Linked DNA regions of Pan troglodytes: region 1 is linked to region 2. The links are chromatin contacts, called in public Hi-C maps. All regions are on one chromosome and are shown on one strand. Each heading gives the region's core, a stretch centred on a gene start, on an enhancer-like site or on the middle of the called end of the contact. The rest is flanking DNA. Distances are from core to core; before and after follow the strand shown.

Evidence for each region. A called contact is a pair of places that touch in the nucleus more often than the background predicts.
Region 1: a contact with region 2 is called in a Hi-C map of induced pluripotent stem cells, with 3 times the contacts expected there. The contact joins the promoter of GEM here to the enhancer-like site in region 2. A contact is called at or near these places in 4 of 7 Hi-C or Micro-C datasets (blood, induced pluripotent stem cells and stem cell-derived neural progenitor cells), 1 of 1 datasets of contacts at active chromatin or transcription factors (stem cell-derived excitatory neurons) and 1 of 1 other capture datasets (stem cell-derived neural stem cells).

What each region holds. Positions count from the first base shown.
Region 1 is chr7:104,471,134-104,475,803 of NHGRI_mPanTro3-v2.0_pri, forward strand. GEM (GTP binding protein overexpressed in skeletal muscle) reads right to left here and starts at 1,363. Exons shown (of 5, transcript XM_001142306.5): 1 at 1,143-1,363.
Region 2 is chr7:104,199,093-104,203,511 of NHGRI_mPanTro3-v2.0_pri, forward strand. No RefSeq gene overlaps it. Among named protein-coding and RNA genes, the nearest start is that of PDP1, 76 kb to the left of the region's middle. Within about 2 kb of position 3,154, at least 10 of the 24 cell types and tissues checked have an H3K27ac peak or open chromatin away from gene starts, as enhancers often do. A contact at or near this core is called in induced pluripotent stem cells, stem cell-derived excitatory neurons and stem cell-derived neural stem cells, where this site is marked.

The DNA.
Region 1 (4,670 bases), core at 113-2,612, 270 kb after region 2:
GGCACTTATTGGAACTTCCATGTTTAGTAAAGTTGCCTTGATGCTCTCCAGCTGCCTGGAGAGCATCCACCTGCCATTATTGGGGGTAGGGGGGAAATTTTCTGTTTAAAGTTTATGCCTCAGCTGTGCCCTCTTACCCACAGATACCACTTTTAAAACATCCCGGCTCCAAACCTAGACACCCTGGCAGAGAAATGACCTGCTCATGTTCAGACCTATGAAATTTGCAGAGAAAGTGCCTCATTCTTAAAAAACCACATCCATTCTCAAGAGTTCTTTAATTCAACTCAGATTCCTTTTTTGAGACAGGGTCTTGCTCTGTCACCCAGGCTGGAGTGCAGTGGCACGATCATAGCTCACTGTAGCTAGCCTCCAACTGCCAGGCTCAAGTGATCCTCCACTTCAGCCTCCCAAGTAGCTGGGACTACAGACCTGCACTACCACGTCCACTAGTTTTTTAATTTTAATTTTTATTTTTTGGTAGAGACGGTGGTCTCACTATGTTGCCCAGGCTAGTCTCGAACTCCTGGGGTCAAGTGATCCTCCTGCCTCGGCTTCCCAAAGTGCTGAGATCACAGGCCTGAGCCACCATTCTCAGACCCCCTTCTTGAAGCAAATCAGAAGGCTGAAGACTCCCCTAAATGATATTCAACAACTTCTCTACAACTTTCCCTTTGCAGACTGCCTCCCCTAGCCGGGAGGTCTGTTTTTCCGGCTACTGGCGACAAAGTATAAGTACTTACGTTGCAATCAGCAAGATGCACAAACACTCCTCTCCCACCCTCACCCCCACACTCCGTACCCCAACATCTCGCCACTAACCAGGACGACCAGCCGGTTTTTTAGTCTCAAAAGCAGCACCTCAGTTGGCAGACTTACATTCAAACAACAAACACATAAAGCATCATTAAGGGCTGCCCTCTCTGACCACTCGATCTGTAGGGGGAGGTGACCCTTCTACCGAATTGAACTAAGGAACCTGCTGATGAGAAGCGACATCCTTTGCACTTGAAGCTCTGACCCCTACCAGAAAATCCCAGTGCTGAGCGCACGTTCCAAGGGTTCTTTTCTCAACTTCGAAAGTTCTGCGGGCTGGGAAACTCCCACTCTCTCCCTTCTCCGTCCCGGGCCGTCCCCCTTACTTGGCTCGGCCGGATCGGCGTCGGGGCGTCAGTGTATCGCGTGGGTCCGCGCTGGGATACCCGGGCCAACGAGCGGGGAGTGCTGCGCTGCGCCGCGCCCGCCGTCCGTGCCCGCCGCCTGCAGCCGCCGCGGCCGGGCGGTTTATAACCAGCCCAGCCGACCCGCCGCGGGGCTTTTCCGTGACGTCAGCGCCCCCGCCGGGAGGGGGCGGCTCTGCAGCAAACTCGGAGTTGCAGCCACTTGGCTAAATCAGTTACTCGCAGTCATGTGACCCCTTCTCTCTCCATTTAAAAAATAATGACAGTTCAATCCTGGGCCTCCTTTATTTTGTTTTATTTTCTTTTTACCAGATGAACACAGGAAAATGGAAAAATACACTAAGTGACACTTAATCGTCCTTCCCAGCAAAGCACTTGCGAGCTGTCGGGATAAAGGATGGAAGGGAGAGGCAGGTTTGAATTGAGAGCTCAGTTTTGCCAAGAAAACAGAGATCAACCTGGAATGCGCAGAGACTTTAGCCTCCAGGATGAGACTGCAGCCACCTTGAATAGCCAAGGCTTGTTTTAACCACATCTTCTGCAAGGAAGACAGCCTTGTCACCTTCTTCTGGATAGGGGGAAGCAGATGGAGCCCCACAAGGCTTTGTTTCCCTTCTCTGGCAAGGACCCAGAGAGAAGAGGCCAGAAAGAGGTGAGGAAAGAGGACAAGACCTTGAAAAGGGCAGTTTGGGAAAACAATTTAATTGAGGATCCAAGCAGATTGTGCTAAATATTGCTGGCCCTCCTGCTCTGGGCCAGAATGCTGAGGCTCCTCAATCAGGGAATTTAATCAGCATCCCAATCAGCAGCATCTCTGTACCAGGCTCCCTGGCAAGGCTACGCCTTGGGCATGAGCCAATACAGCCTGGCCATGGGGAGGAGCACTGAGACCAACACCCCTGTAAGAGACTCCTGTGAACAAAGGGCACAGGATAATAACTACTACTACCATTTATAAAGTACCTCTGAGGACCTCTGCTTAGTAGGTACTGTTAGGCCTCCTGGGACCTTAATCCTTACTACACTTCTGCAAGGTGGCTCTATTGCTACCCTCATTGTATGGAGGAGGAAGATAACATAGGGCCAGAGAATTTGCCCAAGGTCACACCGCTGGTAAAAGTGGCAGGGTCAGGACTCAAAGCCTGGTTTTCCTGAGTCTCTGCACTGCACCACCAAGTGAAGAATTTCAATGACCTCTTTCTGGGGACATGGGTATTTCCCAGATGCTGTGTTTAGAGATGATGCTGGCCTCTCCAACATATCCGCTTTTCCAGCCAGCTTCATCTCTGGGTTGGCTGGTGGCTCCGGGAAGCAGCCAAAGGCACCAGCATCTATTGAAGCAGCTGGACTCTGCTGTGATTAGAGTCGATTCACAGTTATCCTGCAGGCATTTATCTGCTTTGAGAATTAGCTACATGACCAGCTGCTGAGACCTGCCAGGTCCCAAGCTAGCAAAGGTGGAATCCATAGAGTAATGAAAACTTAGAATTCCTTTAGTCTCAGGTGTTGTGGCCCCAATCTCCTACTTATCTTATACATAAGAAACCTGAGACCCAGAGAGGAGATGACGGCTTAGGACATGACAGAACTGGAACTACAACCTGGGGATCATAATTCTCTGGATGCCCTTTGCTTCTGTCAAGTTTTTCTTCTGGGTTTAGCTGACAGGAAGTGGCTACAGATGTGGGGAAAGGAAAAGGGGAGGAGATGGGGGGTGGGGGAGATCATCTCCAAGAGTATATCACTGACTCCATTCTAAAACACATGTAATTGATGAATAATCCATGTTTCAAAATGATCCATGCTTTTTCCATACTGACACTCCTACTCTGTCAACTGGTCTCAACAGAAACATCATAGGAGTAAAAACTAAGAAGAAATCAGTTTATAAGCATATGATATAGTTCTTCAGTTCTACTTTTGCCAATTGATAAGAATCTAATACTTCACATTTATAAGAACCTAATTCTGGCCAGGCACAGTGGCTCACGCCTGTAATCCTAGCACTTTGGGAGGCTGAGGCGGGTGGATCACGAGGTCAGGAGTTCAAGACCAGCCTGGCCAACGTAATGAAACCCTGTCTCTACTAAAAATACAAAAAAAATAGCCAGGCGTGGTGGTGGATGCCTGTAATCCCAGCTACTCAGGAGGCTGAGGCGGGAGAATCGCTTGAACCTGGGAGGCAGAGGTTGCAGTGAGCCGAGATCGTGCCATTGCACTCCAGCCTGGGCGACACAGCAAGACTCCATCTCAAAACAAACAAACAAACAAACAAAAAACTAATTCCATACCTAGGCAATATCTACTATGAACTATTTGTCATTGGTATATGTGAAACATACAAAAGAAAATGAACTCCAGGGACTGGGGAAGGGGAAGGGGCACACAGCAATGTTGTGTTTGGATAATAGAACAATTTGTAAATTTTTTAAATTGTCTGTCTCACAAGAAGCCACATGAACACAAACAAGAACACTACTTAAGAAGAGTCTTGACTAAATGACAGTTAAGTTTGAGTAATTATTTAGAGAAAAATCATAGTTATACTTCACAAAAAGCACATCTGAGCGCCAAATCTCATCTAGCCAAGTCTCAGATCCCTCGACCAGGATTCCAGCTCACTGGGATCATCTTGAGGGTGTGGAGCTGGAGAGAAAAGGTAGAATCAGGGCATTTGGGTAAGTGGCAAGTTTTGAAGAGGAAAAATTGGCAGAAAGTTGTTTTTTGTTCTGTGAATTATTCTCTCCATATTCTTTCTGCCCGCATTTGAAGGCTTCCTCAGTTTCTAGCTACAATGAGTAGCTCAAGAGTATAGCAAAGAGGCATAATTCAAAGCAACAAAAATAACTCACATTTACTGACCAAAATGCATGCCTATCTCAGCTAATCCGCATCACCCCTACAGTTACCCATATTCTATGGGGAAAGGTGCTGAGGAATGAGGTTAAATAACCAGCCCAGGGTCACAGGGTGGTTAGGTGGCAGATCTGTACTCTCTGGGGCCACAGTCTTAACTGCTGTTCTATTTAGAGTAGGGGATATACGTCAGTCCTCATTCCCATACTAGCCCCACCTTGGCCTACCACCTTCCTAAAACCCTCAAAGGAGAAGTTTTTGTCTGATTGGCCAAAGCCCATGAACTTCACTGGGCCACCTGTTCCTAGTGGGCCGAGTTACTCTATTTAAAGGCATGAGCCATCCTTTCCTCTCTCTTTTCTCCACATCCCTGCCCTAGGGCAGAAGGTGAAGTTGGGGTCTGTTTGGGGACTCTGCCTACTACTCTGCCACTGTCACTGTCACTTAGCATGTAGACTTGAGCAACCAGTTCCCATGATTTCAAATAGGATGAGAAAGGAAGGAAAGACGTAGGGAAAGAATAGGACCTTTGACCAGGGTTGTAAATAAGGGCATCTGGGACTTGCACAGACATTAAGATAATATTACTTTGAATACCATGTCTTGAAAACTCTAAGAGAGGAGAGATGATGG
Region 2 (4,419 bases), core at 1,904-4,403:
GCAGAAATTAGCTGTCCCCAATCAAACCCAACTACACTGCAGATTCATGAGCAAATGAGTGGTGGTTATTTGAAGCCATTACATTTTGAAGAGGTGTGTTACCCAGCAATTGATAACTGAAACAGAGTCAGGGAGGTTTTCTGGAGGAAGTTCTATTTAAGTTAAGTATTGAAGACTGGGCAGAATTTGACTCTTCAGGAAAGGGTTAATATTCCAGGCAGATGGAGCAGCCTGGGAAGACACCCAAGGCTGGAGGAACATGGTGCCTTCAAGACCTAGAAGCAGCCTAGTATGACCAGAATGTAGAGAAGTAGTGAGCATGGAGGCTGGGGTGGTAGACAAGGCTTGTAAATAAGAAAAGAATATAGCTGATACTTTTTGAATGTCAAGTGGATGTCCAGACCTTCATCTGACATAGTTAGCTTAGCAAAAACAAAAGTAAGACCTTTGTTCAGAGGGAGGAAATTCCATGCCATGGATGTTTCTGGCTACTAACACAAAGACATGGCTGATTACAAGTAAGGTCCGATGAGAAGGAGAAGATTCATTTATCCAACAAATATCTCTTGAGTACCAGTACCATCCTCATGGGAGAAAGAACTCACAGTGCATTTCTGATAAATATAAGCCAGTGTCATGCACATAAAAAGGCCATGTTTCAGTGGTCTACACATACACACACCCTCTAAAATCAGGAGGGGACTTAGAGTCAGGCAAACATGTGCAGCCTTAGGAAAATCACTGAATTTCACTGAGCTTCATCTGTAACACTGGAATAATAACACTCCCTCCATAGGATTATTGGGAGTCTTAAATGAGAAAAGTCTATGTAAAGCACCTAATGAAATACATGATAGGTGCTCAAAAAGTGACAGCAAATTAAAAGAGAAAATATTGCGTGGATATAGTACAGACCAACGCCAGGCATATCTTGTTACATAGCAGAAATGGAATTCAATCAATTAAGACAACAGAAAAAGTGCTATTATTTCACCTTCTTTATTATATTTATTAGGAAACCTATTTTTACCAGTAGATATGGACTATCCTAAAAAAATTATAGTTTAAGTGTGGTTAGCAAAGCCTTCTCCTGAATCCTTTCCTATTCTCAATGGCATGATATGTCAAGAGCACCTCTTTTGAGCCTGTTTGATCCAGTGATGTTCAAATGTGCAACAAGGAACTTAGTCTGGTGCTTACTATGTGCCTGACCTAAAGTTGTCTAACTTTCCCAGCAATCTCCAGCGATAGGTATTAATTTTCTCATTTTTCATAATTTTCTCATTTTCCTCATTAATTTTGCCCATTTGCAGATGAGCAAAGCAAGGGTCAGAGAAGTTACTGACTTCCCTGGCACTGGGCCCCACAGTAAGAAAGTGCCTCAGAATTCAAATCCAGGTGCACCTGACATCAAAGCCTGTGCTCTTTTCCCTAGGCCAAACCATCTCCTTCCAGGCAGACCTGTGTTTAGATGTGCTGTCACTTCTGAAGGAAGTCATCCCAGCTTAAACTTATGGGATCTCACAAGGGGCCTGCAGTATCTCCTTAAGGACCACCATAAGTCAGCGGCTATTTTTTTTTTAATTGAGATGGGGTCTCACTCTGTCACTCAGGCTGGAGTGCAGTGGTACAATCTTGGCTCACTGCAGCCTCCACCTCCCAGGCTCAAGCAATCCTCCCACCTCAGCCTCCCAAGTAGCTGAGATCACAGATGCACACCACTGTGTCTGGCTCATTTTTTGTACTTTTGGTGGAGATGTGGTTTTGCTGTGTTGTTCAGGCTGGTCTTAAACTCCTGAGCTCAAGCAATCTGCCCACCTTGGCCTCCCAAAGTGCTGGGATTACAGGCATAAGCCACTGTGCCCAGCCAGCTATGTTTTCAAAGCAACAAATGTATCAAAGCAGATGAGCCCAGGGAAGGTGAACTGTTCCTTGGGAGGAGTAGCACAATGACTGTAGTCCGCTTATAGTCCGCTTACTGGAGACTGTGCTCAAGAAAAAGCCAAGAGGTAATCTTCGGCAGCTGCTGTGATATCTGCATATTTTAATTTTTTCCATCTATTTAAAGCCTGCCAAATTGCCTAAGAGTCAATAGAGATGATTTCCAAGGGCTGTTTAGTTCCAGGTTTCTATTAGCTCACAAATTCTGCCATATTGGATTTTAGAGCTGTTCTTTGGAAAGATGGAAATGTTTATGAGCGGAGCTCTGATTCCTCTAATCTTGGGTACAGGCTTATTCATATCTAAGAATGGACTCCTTCTAAGATAATTCAGGCTGAATGACTTCTTCCAAGGAAGGAAGGAAATGGATGTTTATTAAATTTCATTATGTGTCAGGCAGTGGGCTAAGAATTTCCCCTTATGTTGTTAAACTTAAATCTGGCAACCTAGACTATCAAGGCTAACTTTGACCTGAAAGCAATTCAAGACAAATCCCATCTTTATCATTGGTAGCTGTTGTGGAGTAGCAGTGGGTGAGGTGTATAGAGATCCATTCATCCATGCAGCAAAACACTTGACTGGCTTGAGATGTGACATGCGGAGCAAAAAGCAGGACATTGCTCTGGGAGAATTACAGAAAAGGGCCAAGTAAACAGCGAAGTGATCACTTTAGTGCTGTGGTGAGACATGCCCAGGCAAACCCCAGAAAACAAGGGGATAGCCAGCCCTCACTGAGGATGGGAGATGAATGGGCTTTTTTGGGACACCAGGAAGGTGGGTAAAGCCAGGAGGAAGGACAGCAACAGACCCTACAAGAAGGAGCCAGAGAGGTGACAAAAGTAATAGGCATGATACAGACTATAGCTTTCCTAACAGGAACGTGAGCCACACAAACATCAGCCCACCTCTTTGATAGAACAGGAAATAATGGCGTCAACAGTTTCCTTTCTGAATACTAAGGACAAAAACGAAATTACATTGCCTGTAATGCAAGGGTTAGTCAGACATAATTTAGTCCCCAAATTAATCCTGAAGTCAAAAAGCTAAAGGAAAGTGGAACAAAAAAGAATCTGAGGCTCAGGGCAGCAGAAGAGGGCTCTTGGAGAAGAGATGACAGTTGGCTGAAGTCGTCAACAGAGGGAGCTGGGAGGCTGCTAACCCCTTTGATTTCAGCAGGGACGGGGCGTCTGCACAGAGCTCCCAGCTCCCCGCGGCGGGGGCAGGAGTCAACGCCGTCAGTTACATGCTCGTCAGATGTGCACGGGCGCCACACACGATCCTGCTAACGTGGTCGGAGAAATATGACCTCAGCGCAGGTGAAGCGTGGGCAGCTGACGCCACGGTGATGTGTGCAGATCCGGTGGGGACTCTGACGCAGCCCCAGGGCAAAACCAACCTGCTTTCTACCTTCAATCCGTCATGGAGAAAAAGGCGGGGCCTGCTTGGGAAGACACAGGAAATCCGTCCCTTTTATTTTCTTTATTTTATTCAATTATATTCATCCCGTCTATAAGTGATCTCTTCTCTCCAGAATCGGCGTTTTCTCTAACAAAGAAAATGTTCTTGTCTTTAAATGGAAAGAAAAATAAGCTAGAAATGTCCCACTGTGGTAACAGTAGGAATGAACTAGGGCCTTAGAGAATCAGCCTAAAATTGGCAGTAGGGCTATAGCTCCGCGGCAGGGGAAGGATAGCTGCGCCTCCCTGGCCAGGGGTCCACGTGGCAGCACAGAGGGGTTAAGTTCCATGAGGGCAGGAACCAACTGTACCCGATTCATCTTATTAACCTCAGCCCTTGGCAAAGTGCCCAGCACATAGTAGGTGCTCAATACTTTAATGATGGCTGAATAAATGACAAATAAATGAATAAAGGCCAAGTCTTCAAGCCAAACAGACCTATATTTAAATTCTGGCCCTTAATTCCTATCAGTGACAGTGTATTGGGCAAATTATTTGACCTCCTCTTGGCCAGAAGTTCTTCAACAACAATGACTGTGCCACACCCATCACTCAGTTCTCAATGTCTGAAAAATAACAGGTGCTCAATAAAATATTTTATATAAATAAGATTCTATGCCTCCATTTGTTCATCTGTAAAAGAGGTACTATAATATTTACTTAGTAGAGTTAACTGTTATGAAGGATAATGAGATAAAGCATGTAAGTTCCTGGCACATGAGAATCACCGAATAAATAGATGGTTTATTCTATTTATTTGTGTTGGAAAACATTGCCCCTGCCCCCTGTTGCCTTTCTCCAGGAAATCCTCAGATGTGAACCTGGGACTTAACACCGTGGGCTTTTCCAAGGACTTTGTAGTGGCTGTTTGTGCCCTGCCTGTCCTTGCCTGCGGACCCTCTAAACATCTAAGTTTGCACTCAGAACCATTCCAGGGGTGTCCTGATTGAGAGGCCCTGATAAGAGCTAATTATCCACTTCAGCCCAAGGTTGGAGATTGGCTCCTAGCAATAGGAGAGAT